Regions from separate parts of the Mus musculus genome. Here region 2 is linked to region 1. Evidence: chromatin contacts called from public Hi-C data. All regions are on one chromosome and are shown on one strand. The core of a region is the stretch at or near the end of the contact, and the rest is flanking DNA. Distances in the headings are between cores, read along the strand shown. Region 1 holds the start of 1700007F19Rik (RIKEN cDNA 1700007F19 gene). Region 2 has its middle 22 kb from the start of Gm40057.

The links. A called contact is a pair of places that touch in the nucleus more often than the background predicts.
Region 2: a Hi-C map of liver shows a contact between it and region 1, with 4 times the contacts expected there. The contact joins the enhancer-like site here to the promoter of 1700007F19Rik in region 1. A contact is called at or near these places in 12 of 484 Hi-C or Micro-C datasets (the AML12 cell line, the HL-1 cell line, Sertoli cells and 6 more).

Annotation. Positions count from the first base shown.
Region 1 is chr3:58,159,489-58,167,158 of GRCm38.p6, forward strand. 1700007F19Rik (RIKEN cDNA 1700007F19 gene) reads right to left here and starts at 4,319. Exons shown (of 6, transcript NR_040538.1): 1 at 4,274-4,319; 2 at 4,019-4,065; 3 at 2,858-2,978. Gm40056 (a long non-coding RNA gene) reads left to right here. Exons shown (of 6, transcript XR_003954487.1): 5 at 2,751-4,768; 6 at 6,789-7,574.
Region 2 is chr3:58,230,500-58,238,169 of GRCm38.p6, forward strand. No RefSeq gene overlaps it. Among named protein-coding and RNA genes, the nearest start is that of Gm40057, 22 kb to the left of the region's middle. Within about 2 kb of position 4,517, at least 18 of the 459 cell types and tissues checked have an H3K27ac peak or open chromatin away from gene starts, as enhancers often do. A contact at or near this core is called in the AML12 cell line, the HL-1 cell line, liver and 1 more, where this site is marked.

The DNA of each region.
Region 1 (7,670 bases), core at 3,069-5,568:
GAGACCTCCTCTCTCCTAGCTTGAGCGCACTTCCCATATTTTCAGTCTGGGTTATGTTGAAGCTCTTGGGGGTCCTTCTTGTCACCTGCCATGCTTTTAAGCATGGCTCTTCACATCACTGGCTCCCTCTTGTGGCTATAAGTGGTTATTGCATACCCACTACAATGCAAGGATGAGTAAATAAATGCTCCTGGATAGAGCTAAGCGTCAAATAGAACCCAGCTGGTGTCTCACTAAAGCAATATGGAAAATGGCTAGCTTCTGCAAAAAACATGATTCCAGAGCCATGCAGTGTCTCCCTCACTGTAGCCATTGGCCTTCTTCCAGGTTTCTCCCAAAGACTTCCCAAGTACCTCCCCATTTGTTTTGAGTATGCTCAAGATCTGCTTTGTTTATTTGGTTGGTTGGTTGGTTGGTTGGTTGGTTGGTTGGTAAGTTGGTTGGTTGGCTGGTTGGTTGGTTGGTTGGTTGGTAAGTTGGTTGGTTGGCTGGTTGGTTGGCTGGTTGGTTGGTTGATTGGATGTTTTTGTCAGCATGGCTCCTGCCACTGTCTTGGAGTGGCCCTTACTTCAGTTCTGTGACACACATCTGTGACAGAGATTGACAATGCCTAAGCTGTATCTCAGTGACAGTGGTTGATCATATGAAGCCCCTGTTCTCTGCTGAGGACAGTTTTTTGGTTTGTTTGTTTGTTTGTTTGTTTGGCAGCTATTGAGTTAAAGTCCCCAGACCAGACTTCTGCAGTGCCAGAAGAGGAATGGTAGCTAATATACTTGTTTCCTCATTCATGATGTAGGAACTCTGGGAATAGCTCACTACAGTGCCTATCTTTGGTTGTCAATTTAACTATATCTGGAATGAACTACAATCCAGATATGGAGAACACACCTGTGGGAGATTTTAGACTTGGTTTGAAGTGTGTTAATCCATTTCTAGTCCAGCCCTTTGAGGTAGGAACACACACACATGTGATCTATATGTTGAGGTACGAGACAGGCCTTTAAACTGGGTCACACCTTCTGGAAGTGCATATAAGGGCAGGGAGGAAGGAAGTTCTGGCTCTTTGCCTGCAGGCCTCCCTTCACCTTGCCAGTACATCCATTCCTTCACTGGCATTGGAGCCTGCTTCTTCAGGATTTCAACATATACAGAAGAGCAGCTGAGACTTTCTGTTTGCAGCTAGCCATTGTTGGATTTGCTGAACTACAGCCTGTAAGTCATTTCAATAAATTCCCTTTAGATAGATAGATAGATAGATAGATAGATAGATAGATAGATAGATAGAGATACCCAGATCGAGACAGATTCAGCCCCAAAGTTCTCTGACTCTTGAGAACACTGACTAATAACACCAGGACTGCCCACTTTCCCAGCATAATTAATCGCCAGTGTCTCTCCTCCTTGATGCTTCTCTGCTAGTTTCCTTCCCATCTGCCTCTACCTTTGCTTCCTAGGATTCCTTCACAAGCAATCTGTTGCACACAAATCCTTGTTTAGGACCCCAGTTCCAGAAAAGCCCAACCTAAGACAGCTAGTACTAGAAGCACTCCAAAAAAAACAGACACAAATGGAGAGGGATTCTGGAACCAGATGGATTCCTTACTGTAGGAATGGAACATCGATTGAGGCAGAATCCCCTAGAAGGAGATGTACTGGCTTACACATCTCTGGCACTCCAGAGGGGAGTGGCAAAAAACAAACAAACAAAAAAAACAAAACAAAATAGCAGATGCTAATTGCAACAAAAACTCCCAAACCGACTGAGACTAAGAGGACAAGGCCAGAGGTGGCAGGTTTCTGCCGCAGAATTTAACCTCTGTCATCTCCTGCAGCCAGAAACAAGGTTGTGAAGAAAATCCAGTCCACAGCCAGAGTAATAAAGGCAGTTGAGTTTACACCCTGATACTCCTATTGTGGGGATATAAAAGTTCTGATAAAGAGTGGAACCTGAGGCACAGGATAGGAACCCAAGATGGTACTCTAAAGTATGTTGGTCCTGTAGACACCTACAAACCTCTAGTAACATAAGTGTCCTGTCCCCTAAAACAAATACCTACTTCCTAGGGAATGTTCAATATGCTGGAAATTGGCTCCTTTCCAGTGATTATGGCCACATGTCAGTAGAGCTCAGAAAGAGAAGTAGTCCTCAGGGAGGACGGAGATTTGCCAGAAAACTGAGCCACGGTTGTGTTCCTAGGACAATACTATCTGCAGGGGATGGTGTGATGGATCCTGGTTTATTGCCAACGTATGGTACTGTTCTGTAACACCAAAGGCCAAGTGGTGGCTCTGAACCAGAGGTAAGGTGGGAGTCAATGTCACAAAACCGAGCAAGACAGAAAAAGAAGCCAATGCATCCCACCTGCAGGGACCTTTGAATGATGCCTGCCTGAGAGGCCACACACGTGGCTCATGGGATGTGGAAGGTGGAGCCCAGCGCTTCACACATTCTGACAAGTCCAATACCAGGGCCTATATCCCTGGCCCTCATTCCCGGAATTCTGTAATGAGGAAAGGATATTTATTACCTACATCTTGACATCTGTGGGCTGATGTCATTATCAGCTTCCAGTTATCATTATCAGCTTCCAGCATAATCATTTACATACTCAGTTACGCAGGATAATTTTTAGTGACAAATAGCACAGACCCAGTTGACAATAATTTGTGCTAGCTGACCCCGCCCTGGCAGACTCTGAGGAAGACGTGACGGTTTCATCCTCTTACAACTGCTCTGCTTTCTCTCACAGCTCTACATCTCCTGACAATTGCAATCTCACTTTCCCTGACTCCATACTTCACCTTCCTGTCTGTCCCCAGCACAGCCGGACCTTACCCTCCACCCTTGTCCGCTTACCTCAGTGTCTCTATGGTCAGAACAGCCAACCACAACAAGGCTTCCACTGGCAGGAAACAGTCTTCACACTCTTGGGATTTCCTATTATGTGATGTGCAACCTTTTCCAGAAACAATCGAACCTAAAAATAGAAACCGCCTGGATCCACCTTCATCTCAATACAATGACTCCGTGGCCGCTGTAACTGGCCTTGAAGCAGTGCCAGGCACTTTGAAATCCCGAGGCTCATCGGTGTGAATGAAGGAAGCGCTTCCAGGGACTCCCAAGCGAGGGGAGGCTGCTGTTTACTTATTCCCTAGTCTTTGTTATTTTGTTGGCCTTTGCCAGGAAAGCCTGGGTAGGAGGAAGGAAAGCAAGAAGGGGATCAGAGGGGTGCAGGAGATTAGCAAGCAGAATTGGTGACCCTGGGGGAAGAGACTAATTCCCAGAGGAATTAGGTGAGTTTTTGAAGGATGGGGTTGAACTGGAGAAGAGAGGGAAAGAGAAGCAGGTTGAAACTGGATTTTCAGCGGCCCACGTAGTTGGAGTGACTGGGCCTTCACAGCTGGATCATGGCTTCTGGAAATGGAGCAGGGAGGAGAATCAGTCCGTCTTCAAGTCACTACCAGGGTCAGCAGTTACTGTTTCTCTCTCACCATCCCCTGAGAAGTTCCCATTCTCTTCTGTGTGGAGGAGGAGACAGAGGAAGGGACAAAAACCTGGAGAGGGCAGAAGCACCTGCCCACCCATGTGAGACAAGACAAAAAGCAGAAGTTAATCAGCGTGCACCGGCCCCTCCATAAAGATCCCACCCCACTGGAGTGTGTGACCAACCTGGGAGAGAAACTGGGAGTTCTCAACAATGATGCTAAGAGCCATGACCTTGAAATTCAAAAGCAAATAGAGAAGAGATGAAGACCCAGGAGACCCGAGCTTGAAGTTATCCCAGGAGAAACAAGCTGAATATAAGGTCTTCCCAGACTCAGCTCAGAGTCAAACAGCCTGTCTTCTAACCCCATTTCCTCCCATCACCAGCTGGGAGACTTGGAAGTCGTCTTTCCTTTCCCTGAGCGGATACCCATTTCATTAGGTTCATTAGGTGAGGGTGACATGAGGTGGGAGCAAACAGCTCTATCTCCATACACCCCGTTAAGGGGCTTTGTGGGCAGAACCAAGACTCACCCAGAAAGATGTGGTCGGTAGAAAATAGCTTTTACACGAATCTAGGCCTGGATGGAGAAAGAAGACATGTTAAAAAACAAACAAACAGACAAACAAAAAAACAAAACAAAAAACCCAAACAAACAAAAACAACTGGCAACAGGGAAGGAGCCTGGTGCTTGTATACACGGTGCCTGGGGTACTCAAGAGGACGTGGGAAAGTTCTCCCCGTACAAGCATCCAGCAAATACAGGGAGATCAATAAAACCAAATTACCACCGTTTTGCAGCCTCCAAAGAAACAATGAAAGTTAACAGTGACCGTTATATCAGTTACTAATTTACTGCCTTTAAACCCTAAGTCCACCGTTTCAGTGCTCTGGGGTCATTCATTGAAGGAATTCGAAACACTTCTCCTTCCCAACGCGCATGATTTGACGCTTCATCAGTAGAGGGCGCTAAAGAGACACTACAGGAACAAGGGGCTTTTCACTTGGTTTTACTCCTGGTGTCTGACCTCCAGCAGTGCACATGTAGGCTCATCAGCCAGGCCATGTGCCATCAAGATCGCTACAGTGTACAGTCCTTCTCCCGGATCCTCTGCCTGGACTCAGAGACCCCTTGCCTTCACCCTTGTAACGTACCAGTTTTACACAGACCTCCTGACCACTTTCCATCTACAGCTGGCTGACAAGGCAGCAGGACTTTGTTTCTTAAAGCCCTCCAAGTGTGAATGCTTCACACGAGTCCTTACACTTCCTATTTGTGTATGGTAGGTAAACAGCCATAGCCTCAGCTCGCCTGTACCTTTTGCATCCTTCCCTTCTTGCATGGCAAGTATGAACATGCACCTACCAGATAGCCTAGTGTCCCCAGCTACTGGCTATTGTGCCTCACTCAAGCTTTTGCCTTCAACAATGTCAAAAGTCCGGCCTTAGGGAGAGCCCCTATTTCAGGGTTGTTTTTCTTTGCTATTCTCCCTCAGATATAGGGTGCCCTTCAGAAGCAACTTTACACCTCCACAGCTATTATTTTAATAATTCTGTATATTAAACTTCCGTTATTTTAAATTACTATATAATTTTCTGTTTCCCAAAGTAGGCCCAATGACATGGGTGGGGGGTGCGTGGTAACGTCATGGAGAGACAGGAAAATCATGTGGCCTTGCTGGAGGTCTAAAACATAGCAGTTCAAGTGTTCTGGACAAAATATCAAGCCTGATTCTTGTCCAGCCTTGGATCTGACCAAACGTTTGAGAGGAAAGGAACGCGTTAAATGACACCATCAGATACAGCCACCAGATCAAGGCTCAAGAAAACCTCATGAGAAGAACAATCAGAATTCTCCAGTGTGACAGAGGAGAGAATCTGCCTGCCATCTGTCTGTCTGTCCATCCATCTATTCATCTATCTACCCATCATTCGTCTGTCTATGGCTTTTTATCCAATTAGAATTAAAGACTCCATTGCACACTGATTCTGGTAAAAAAAAAATGGAGGCAAATGAATTTAACTGTCTGGATATTTGATAATATTAATTATCTTTTTTAAAAAAAATAAGAGTTAATGAAGGAAATATTTGTTGATATTATAAAAATTCTTTTTATGTTTATGTGTGAATGGTACATGGGAATTTTCTTCAAAATAATAGTTGTATGAGATACAAGTGGATGGGAGTCTGTACTGTCCAGGACTCAATAATACTGAAGCTAAGTGATGAATACATGTGTTATTAAGACCATTTTTTTTTCCACTTGAGGTAGAGTCTTACTGTATAATCCAAGCTGGCTCCCTGTGTGGCCCAATCTACGTCAGTCTTCTGAGCACTAGAATTTTATAGGTACCACCATTTTTAGCGTCATTTTTTAAAAAAAGTCTGCAAACTGTTAGAGAAAAGGCAACATAACTGAAACATGAACATAGGGTAAAGAGAAGCAACGAGAAAAGTCTACATGCCCCAACACGCGTAAAATCACCCATTCAACAGCAGAATATCCGTGGGAGCATGGTTGTTACCACTGGTGCTACCACACCGGACAATCCAGCGGTATACATTTTCAAAATCTCTGTAAATCCAATTGTTCTCGTTCCAGTTATCTACCATGGAGAAATTGTCACATACGTCAGCTAAAACACGTGTTTATTCCAGCAATTTGTAGAGTAACCAAACCCTGGAAGCAAAGCAAACATAGCCAGTGGAGAAGGGCCGAACAAGACCTGGGGAGCCCACACTGGGTCCTCAGAAAGAGTTAAAAGGGGAGATTACGTGGGCCACTGTGGCAGAGATCCAGACTACCGCTCACAGAGCAGGGTGTCGCATTTAATCTGTGTGTTGATCTTTTCATGAAAGTATATTCATATCGCTTGTAAATACATAGCAGGCAGGGGAGGCCCCCAGCTCTATAGCCTGAGCAGCTGAGTTTTGCAAACCTTTAGTCACAGGGCATCTGACAAAAAGCAGGTCCCTGGGTGCAGTGAGGCATGAATGCAGCAAACTGGGCTCATCCTTAGAGGGCGGCTCAGCACCAGGGCCTGTCCTGCCTGACTCCGGCCTCTTTAGTATACACCTAAGACTACATTTTGAGAGGCAGAAAACTCGGCCTTTTCCCTCTTCCAAAAGGTTTCTTCAACTATGCCTTGTTATGTGATCTTAGAAACCAGCTTACTTGGGTGCTTATTTGAGTGTTCAAAAAGCTAAGACAGTTGGTGGCCCATAATGCCCAGAATAGTTGACATCTTCTTAAGCTCAGTACTGAGGACAGCGTATTAACTACTTATCCATTGCTGCCTCAGGTCACGGGACAAGTCAAGAGAAGAAATTTTACTTTGATTCATCGTTAAAGAGAGACTTGAATCCATCACTACAAGGGGAATGCACGGGCAGCTCTTCACCTGACCATTGTCCAGGAAGCAGAGTTCAGGACTAGAGCCACAAGAGGATATAAATTTCACGGGCCTGCCCCTGGTGGCCCATCTAGTCTAGCATCTCCTCAGGAGTCTACAGCCTTCAAAGCAGCCCCCACAAACTGGGGAATCAAGTGTTTAAAACATGAGAACTAAGAATGCCATTGAGATTCAGAGCAAAACAGACAAAAGACTAAGCCCAGGAAAACGATTAAGGCTTGAGAATTGTGTGTGAGAACAGCATCCAAGTCAGGAGGCCTGCAAAGCTGCTTTGTAGCCATACACAAGTGACTGGCAACTGCTGACAAGCCACCACAGACAGGATCAAGAGCATGAGTTACTCCAGGCTTTGGGCTTTGGGAGGCAGCATTTATGGGGGAGGGGGTGTGTGGTGAGGGTTAGGGGAAGGGTTCCCTGTTCTACATCAGTTGATCATGTCAACCACGGTCATGGTGCTGAAGGACCTGCTAAATCTGGCCTTGTTCCTGCCTTGGCAGGCTGCCAGGCATAGCCAGGATGATGGAGGGGTGTTTTTACAAGTGTCAAACCCCAGGAACATTGTCTTCATCCTGTCTGATAAAGCCCAGAGTCCGACAAGCATCAGGGAAAAACACAGGTTCTAGTTCCATTCCAACCCCTGCAGGCCTGCTCACTAAAAACTTCTGACAATGTCAACTTAATAGTTGTAATTTCTCAGCCTTTATGTTTGAGAAACCATTCAGGGATGTAGTTTTCACTTTGAGTAGTTTTTTTTTTTTTTATTCCCAGATT
Region 2 (7,670 bases), core at 3,267-5,766, 71 kb after region 1:
CAGTAGTCTTAAAATAAGCAGAGGAAGATGTGCAATGAAGCTTTCTCTTCAAAGTTTCAATGTCCTCTTTTCAAGATGTCCTCTTACAACTGTATATGCTTCAATTATACACAAATAAGTTCTCAAATTCTAAATCAACATAAAGTTAGGTAGACTAAATGCATATCCACAAAATATAGTGATTATTATCAAGTAAATAATGACCAAGTGATATGTCTGGCAGAATAACTATAGTTACAAGACTACTTGCTAAGGGCAGACATGGAGAAATTGGGTGTGACTTAGAACAATTTTTTTCTCAAACTAGAAATCATAATTAGATGCAATCAAGGGTAGGAGTTTTCCATTACTTCATTCCATTCTATTGTTTCTGTGTAATCTCTTTAACATCCCTTGCTCTAACATCACCTTGGCTGGCTGTTCCCTGCCTCTTGCTCTTTCATCTAGGAAATTTTCAACTACTAATAGTAAGGTCTTTACCCAAAGGTTACAAGCCATGCAGAAACACATAAAAGACAACTAGAGGTAGAATGAGCTCCCAAGGTGGTGCTGTTCATCATGAAAACAGGTTCTCCTTGTTATGTGAAGCCTAGAGCTCATCACATCTCACAGTTAAGCATCTCAGTGGCTTCAGGAAAGACATGAGGCTGGCCACTGCTGTAGACTTCTGAGTCCAAACCCATGAAAGAAGCGTCCTGAAACTGGCTTTTTGCTTCTCAGTCATGGGGGTTGTTCACATGCCAGTTCCTGAACCAATAACCATCAAGTAAGACTACTTTTCTGTAGCTAGACTTACCTGGAAAGGAGTTTAATCACCTGGATGAAGGAGTGGGATATGTGTTGCAGAGGCAGAAGTGGAGTCTACTTGGAAGACCCAGAATGAAGACACCTAATAAGTTTCTCACCGTCTGATGGTCCACAGCCATCTTCAGTACAGTACATCTACAATTGAACTCAATCTGCCCATAAGATCTGCACCCCACCCCCATGCTTCAATTTAATTGTAGGTACAAAAACAGGAAACTCTGAAAAACATTTCTAGGTTCTCTCACATCTTGGTCCCTCATCCCACTCTCATCATTTATCAATGTGTGCTCCCCATAGCTCCAGTTCCCTTTGATCTATGTCTCCACTATTACCACTATTATTATTAGAAACAGGGTTCTAGACTGCCTAGTAAGGGAAGGAGAGATCACGCCACTGGATACATAACTTCCTTTACCAGCTCCTCCTCAGCTGTAGATATAGTTCCTTTATGGAGTTATTCAGGAAGTATTTACTGGGTGCCTCCAAACTAGATTACAGGATCAGTGGTCTCAATAAGAAGATGGACAAGGTAGATTGAGCCCCTTACATCATGGAAATTTACAGGTTAAGAGGTCGCTGGTGTTGAAGAATGGATAGGGCATGCCTATTAGAAAGTCTGGATGCAGCCAACAGCCACCAACTTGTTTTAGAAGCAATTAGTGCCTGATCCAATTAGCGTCTGATCTTGGATGAAGGAGGCAGCTTAAAACAAGAAAAGCAAGGAAAAGGAAAGCAAAGAATAGTGTTCTTAGTTCTCTTTGTGCTCTCAGAATTCCATGCACCTTATTTAATTGCTAAGCACATTTCACATTTATTTATACATTTTCATGTCCTTTTGTAGACAGCCTCAACCGTTCCCCCAGTGCCAAAACCTCATGCAAAACATGATTGTTCTTATTTATCTGCTTTCTTATATGCTGCCTTAGTCTCTAATACTCCTCCTGAGAAAAAGTGAGAGAACAAAAAATGGGGAAAGGGGAGGGAGAAGTAGAGTTCCCCAACTCATTGTAGAAATTAAAAAATAACCAACATCTTTACGGATGAGGAAGCCAATGCCCCCGCCCCCAAAGTTGAAAACTGTTTATTATTTGCTCCTTATAGATGTAGATTTCTGTAATCCCAGCATTCAGAGGTCCAGACAGGAATATCTCAAATTCAAGGCCAATCTAGGCCATAGGATAAGTTGGAGGCAAGTTTGTCTGACACGGTGAGGGACTGTCTCAAAAACTAGAACACAGACAAACAATCACCCTAAAATATTCACTTTTGCCTGAGTTTAACCAGCTTGCCAACTGAATTTCATCTGGAAGCCATAGATAGCTAGGAGGTTATCGTGAAAGTTAGTTCCAATTCAAGGAAGGAGCTGAGGGCAGCATGAATGTTGTAGGTCATAGGTTTTTCTTTACATCTTTGTGGTTTTGTCCAGGCTGTGAGTCTAAAAAACACAGAACAGATTGATTCTTTGTATAATATACAGTATTTTACATACATTTAGTCATTTACATTCAAGATTTTAAGAATTATATATGTCCCTAAATAAAAAAATAATATTTTTCCTGAAGTTTGATAGCTTTTAAAGAACTATATATCCCAATAAGAACCCAAGATTGTGCTTATCTGTATCATGTGAATTTGCTTCTCAGAAAATGAATGCGGCCGGAGAGGCAGCTCAGTAGGGAAGACCACTTGCTCCCAAACCATAAGGCTCAGAGTTCAAATCACAGCATGTACAGAATACACAGGGCATCCTGCAAGCTCTGAAAAGCAAGAGACAGGAGGCTTGCTGTGGCTTGCTGGATATGAGCCTGGCTGAGATTTGAGCCCTGGCTTCAGAGAAAGGCCCCACCTCAAAGAAATAGGTGGAGATTAATAAAGGAACAAACACAATGCACCCTTCTGCCCATTTATGTGCACAGGTGCACATACTATCATACACACATGTGTGCTTCCACTTACACAGATATATACATGCTCATGCATACCATATGTCCACGTGCTCTTGCACACACACACACACACACATAAATAAAACTAAGTGTTTTTTTAAGTAGAAGACAAAATGAATGTGGTATTATAGAAACAATCCTTTTTGAAGTTTCCAGCAAAGCTTCACTGAGTTATGCTGAATACTGCGAATCATGTGGCCTCTCAAAACCCCATGAGCCCAAGTTGTTAATGCTACAAAAATTAGCCTTGAAAAAGCATCTGATGCCCAGATGCTTCTAATTAGCATACAAAAAGCATGTGAACCAGCTCTCATCAGCACCAACAAACATTTGCTAGGCTGGTCATATAGATGACACATAAAAAATACAAAGGCATTAAATGTCTAAAACTGAATGCTACCTCAGGATGACCCTTGGAGTCTTCTTTTTTTTTAAGATTTATTTATTTATTTTATGTATATGAGTATACTATAGCTGTACTGTGAGCCTTCATGTGGTTGTTGGGAATTGTATTTAAGACCTCTGCTCGCTCCAGTCAACCCCGCTCGCTCTGGTCAACTCTGACCCCTCAGTCCCTGCTCGCTCTGTCCCAAAGATGTATTTATTATTGTACATAAGTACACTGAAACTGCTTCAGACGCACCAGAAGAGGGCGTCAGATCCCATTACAGGTGGTTGTGAGCCACCACGTGGTTGCTGGGATTTGAACTCAGGACCTTGAGAAAAGCAATCAGTGCTCTTAACCCCTGAGCCATCTTGCCAGCCTGGCCCTTGGATTCTTAAAGCTAACTTTTAAATCCATAGCTTTTTAATAAACAGCCAACTTCAAATTACAATAAAGTGATTAGGAAAATATTACTGTTTTTCTTTTGACCATTTCTGGAGTACATTTTACATAGAACAAGTTTAAATCGTAATAAGTTTAAAGCATTAAAAATTAGGATACTTTAGTAGAATTGGTTTCTCCTGAAACCCTTTGGGCCATTCTATCTCACACAGATTGTTGTCGTGGTCAATTGCATTAGTGATTAAAATGTTGATTGAGGCCTTTTCACTGAACATTTTCCTACCTCTCTAGAAATGCCAGAGTAATCTAATCTTCTTACAACTCTTGGAACAGGAGACAAACAATGATACATCTCTTCCTTATTCTTCTTTATGTATATGAGTTAGGACCTGACAATTCAAATATACATATATATATGTATGTACATATATACACACACACATATATATACACATGTGTGTGTATATATGTGTATGTGTGAGTGAGTGTGTATATATGTGTGTGTATATATATGTATGTGTATGTATTATATGTGTGTATATGCATATGTATATGTATATACACACATATATATATCTTAATGGGAATTAAGCAGTGTATACATACATATACATTATGGGCATACACATATATATATAATGTGTATACATATATGTGCATACACACACATCTCACACACACACACACATATATATATATATATATATATATATATATATATATATATATATATTGCCACATTATCTTAAGACTATCCAGACATAAGTGTTTGCAAATTGTGGGTAGGAGATTGTGCTAAATTTGTGAAAAAAAATGCCTATGTTGTTGACAGTAGGGTTCATATGCTAAACTTATGGAGATGGTCCAAGAGTAAGCAACAGGGCAAACAGGAACTTTGGAAAGCTGTAAGTCACAAATGACCAGCAGTTGTTGTGTGCTTGGATGAGTTGCCACATCATTGGGTAATAGTAAATGAGTACACCATGGTTTCTCCATTTCCTAGCACATCATGGCCACATACATCACACTAACATGCTTGCCCGCCTTCAACAGAGTCAACATCAACATGACATCACCCACAGCTAATCAACACACAGCCACGATGCCAGGGGACTTGTTGAGAGAACCCTTTTACGCACAAGTGGCATGGTGTGTACGCAATAGGTTTGATAAGCTGCCACCATACATACCCAGGAGGTCTGAGCTGTATTTATAAAATAGCACCCATGGCTGCCTCAAAAACTGTGCCAGGTTCCCAAGAACATCACATGCCACAAGAGAAGCCACAGTGGTGATGGACAAAAGGTGGCTAGGGACAACCTTTGTTCACCATCCCATCACATGGCTCTATAATAAATATTAGTCACCCAGTGTACACATAGGATGTGGCAAAGCTCCCTGAAAGGACAAATCCCGCTGCCAGAGGTCAGAGTACAATCACGGTTCCAGGCAGATAGATCCCTAATCAGATTTATTGTCTTTACTTAGAAGAGCTACACTTTTCCCATTAAGCAGATGCTATGTGGGGAGAGCAGATTAAACCTTTATTATAGAGGCCTTCTCTTCCTCTTTTCCTTCTGACCCTCAAACAGTTGTGGTCCTCTTATTTTAATTAAAGCAGCTTTGTGTTTTAAAGTTTTGGTCTCTTATCTAGCCCTAAGTCAATACAAATAATTTCAAGTGATCTTCCCATTTAGGCCCACTGACTAGAGGCACTACAGAAGCAAGCGGCATGGCTACCTGGGGCACAGGCCCATCTTTTCAGACTCTCTCACTTCTGGTCTTCATGCAATGACACTCTTCTCTCAATGCCTGGCTGTGGATTTTTCAGCAGGCCTCGTCAGAGTAGTAGCCCTTCCATATGCACTACAGGGTCTACACACAACGTGACAGCTTGTACTACCTAAAAATACAAATATTCTGCACTTTGGAGTTTGTTTCTCCAGCACAATAGCCTATCTTCTTGAAAATTATCTGCACTAGGCTGTTAGAGAGGTAGTTCAGCAGTTAAGAGCACATGTTGTGAGAGCCAGAGTTCAGCTCCCAGCATTCACACCAGGCAACTCCAGCTCCAGGAGATAAAATATCTCTGGCCTCCATAGCCCCTTAGTATGTACACACACACACACACACACACACACACTTAAATATATTTTTAAAGAAAGAAAGTCTCTATATTATAGGAAAGTTCACACTGTGCCTCCTCTTATTCAAGGAGAAAGTTAAGACTGATAGAAACAATTGGCAGTAATCTAGGCATGTTGAGGTAAAAATTACACAGCATTTACACACAGAAAATCTTCTGAATGTCTCTGCAAACAGAGTGCCCATTTTATAGATTCTGTGTGTGCAGACAGAATGCGGCCTGAGCCACCTCAGGTCCCTTCTCTATTATGTTTCCTTTATAAAAGGATTGACAGATCACAGACATTTTGGGTCATGTCTTGGGACCCTAGTGGCTGGAGTAAGACTGTTTCTAAGTCCCAATCCCATCCATCATTCCAACCACATACTTCATGCTTGTTCTGTTCCTCCTGATTGAAGCAACACGAGCATCAGGAGACCTTGCTGGACATGTGAATTCTTATGATGTATATATAAATAAAAATATCAATATGAACACAAAAAAGTCTCTTGATTACACAGTAGCAGTAACAAAACTCAAGTCTACCAAATGCCTGCATCTGAGACTACTTCTTAACTAGAAGTCTCAAACAAGGCTGAGAAGTGTCAGAGAGCTTTTGGCATGCCATGGCCAAATGCATTTTACCGAGCCTCAGTGTCCAAGCTAGCTATCTGCTAGTGCCTTTTCCTGCTACTGCAACAACTTACCCTACAGAAACAACTTAAGGAGGGATTTATTTGGGCTCTTAGTTTAAAAGGGATACGGTTCATCGTGGTGATGAAGGCACAGATAGTAGCGGCCCACAGATGTGTCTTCTGGAGCTTGAGGTGACTTTCTCCTACCTTGGCACACCAGGAGGAAGCAGGGCTATGTTATAAACCTCACAGCCCCCAACAACCCATTTCCTCTGTCTAGAATCCCTTAAAGTTTTACGACCCTTTTCGACAGTCCGGTCTAAGAGCTCAGCCACGGGCCGGGCGGTCAGAGACACCCCTCATCCACACCATCACTGTTAGCGATTTCGTTTTCCATCCGTCTACTCTCTGTGAATCTACACCTGCTTTGCCAATGTCCCTCTGTTAATAAGAAAATGGATGTGGTGCCTCAGCCCAGACTGGCAGTCAGAACCAATGCTGAGATCCTGAGGTCCACAGGCCCAGAGCTCCACTCCAAGCCTCCACCTTCGAGCGCCCTGCTTTGCAACCCTAGACATCCATTCTGACACTAGGTATTCTGAGTTCAGTGGAGGAGGAAGGGGACTTTTTTCTCAAGCATCAAGCACTGTGGCTTGATCACACAGCTTCTAAACTTTCCTGTTCTTCCTCTAGTCCCAGAAGAAACAGTGCCTGAGAGTTAGAGAAATAACACCAGGCAACAGCCCTTCCTGCTGTGGTCAGTTCCAGTCAGTTGTACTTCCTAACATTTTTAAGACTGTTTAAAAGAGTGCTCTAAAATCTTCCTCAACGTTGTCAAAAGAGACGTTCTGGAAAGACTCCAGAAAATAGTCTTCTAGGGCTAGGAAAGGAAGCAGAGCACACGATTGTTTTGTATTTACAACTCCTTCCTGATGTACCATACAGAATGTACCATATAGAATGTGATTTTTCTTAGCTCTGTTTTGCTTGCTGAGATGTAGTCAGGAGAATTACTGAAGACCGAACATCGCTCTGAAAAGTGTTCAGTCATGGGAGCCAAGAAAGCACTTCCTAGAGATGATGACTTTTCTGAAGTGAAAATTAAACTTCTCAGAGAGAAATTTCTCCCAACAATAATGATGCAGACTCTTATGTGTCCTCAGTCTGTTGGGTTTCCATACCCCTACATGCTCTTCCTACCCTTATCCTATAACTCCATGATTATGGAAGGTCTGGACCCAGCATCTCTCTCTCTCTCCTCTGTTAAAATGTCTCCTCAGGGACCACTGTAAACAGAGAAAATGGGGTCAAATTACAAAATACTGAAAGCAGTAAAGATTATACTTCTTTTAAATTTTTTGAAAAAGTCT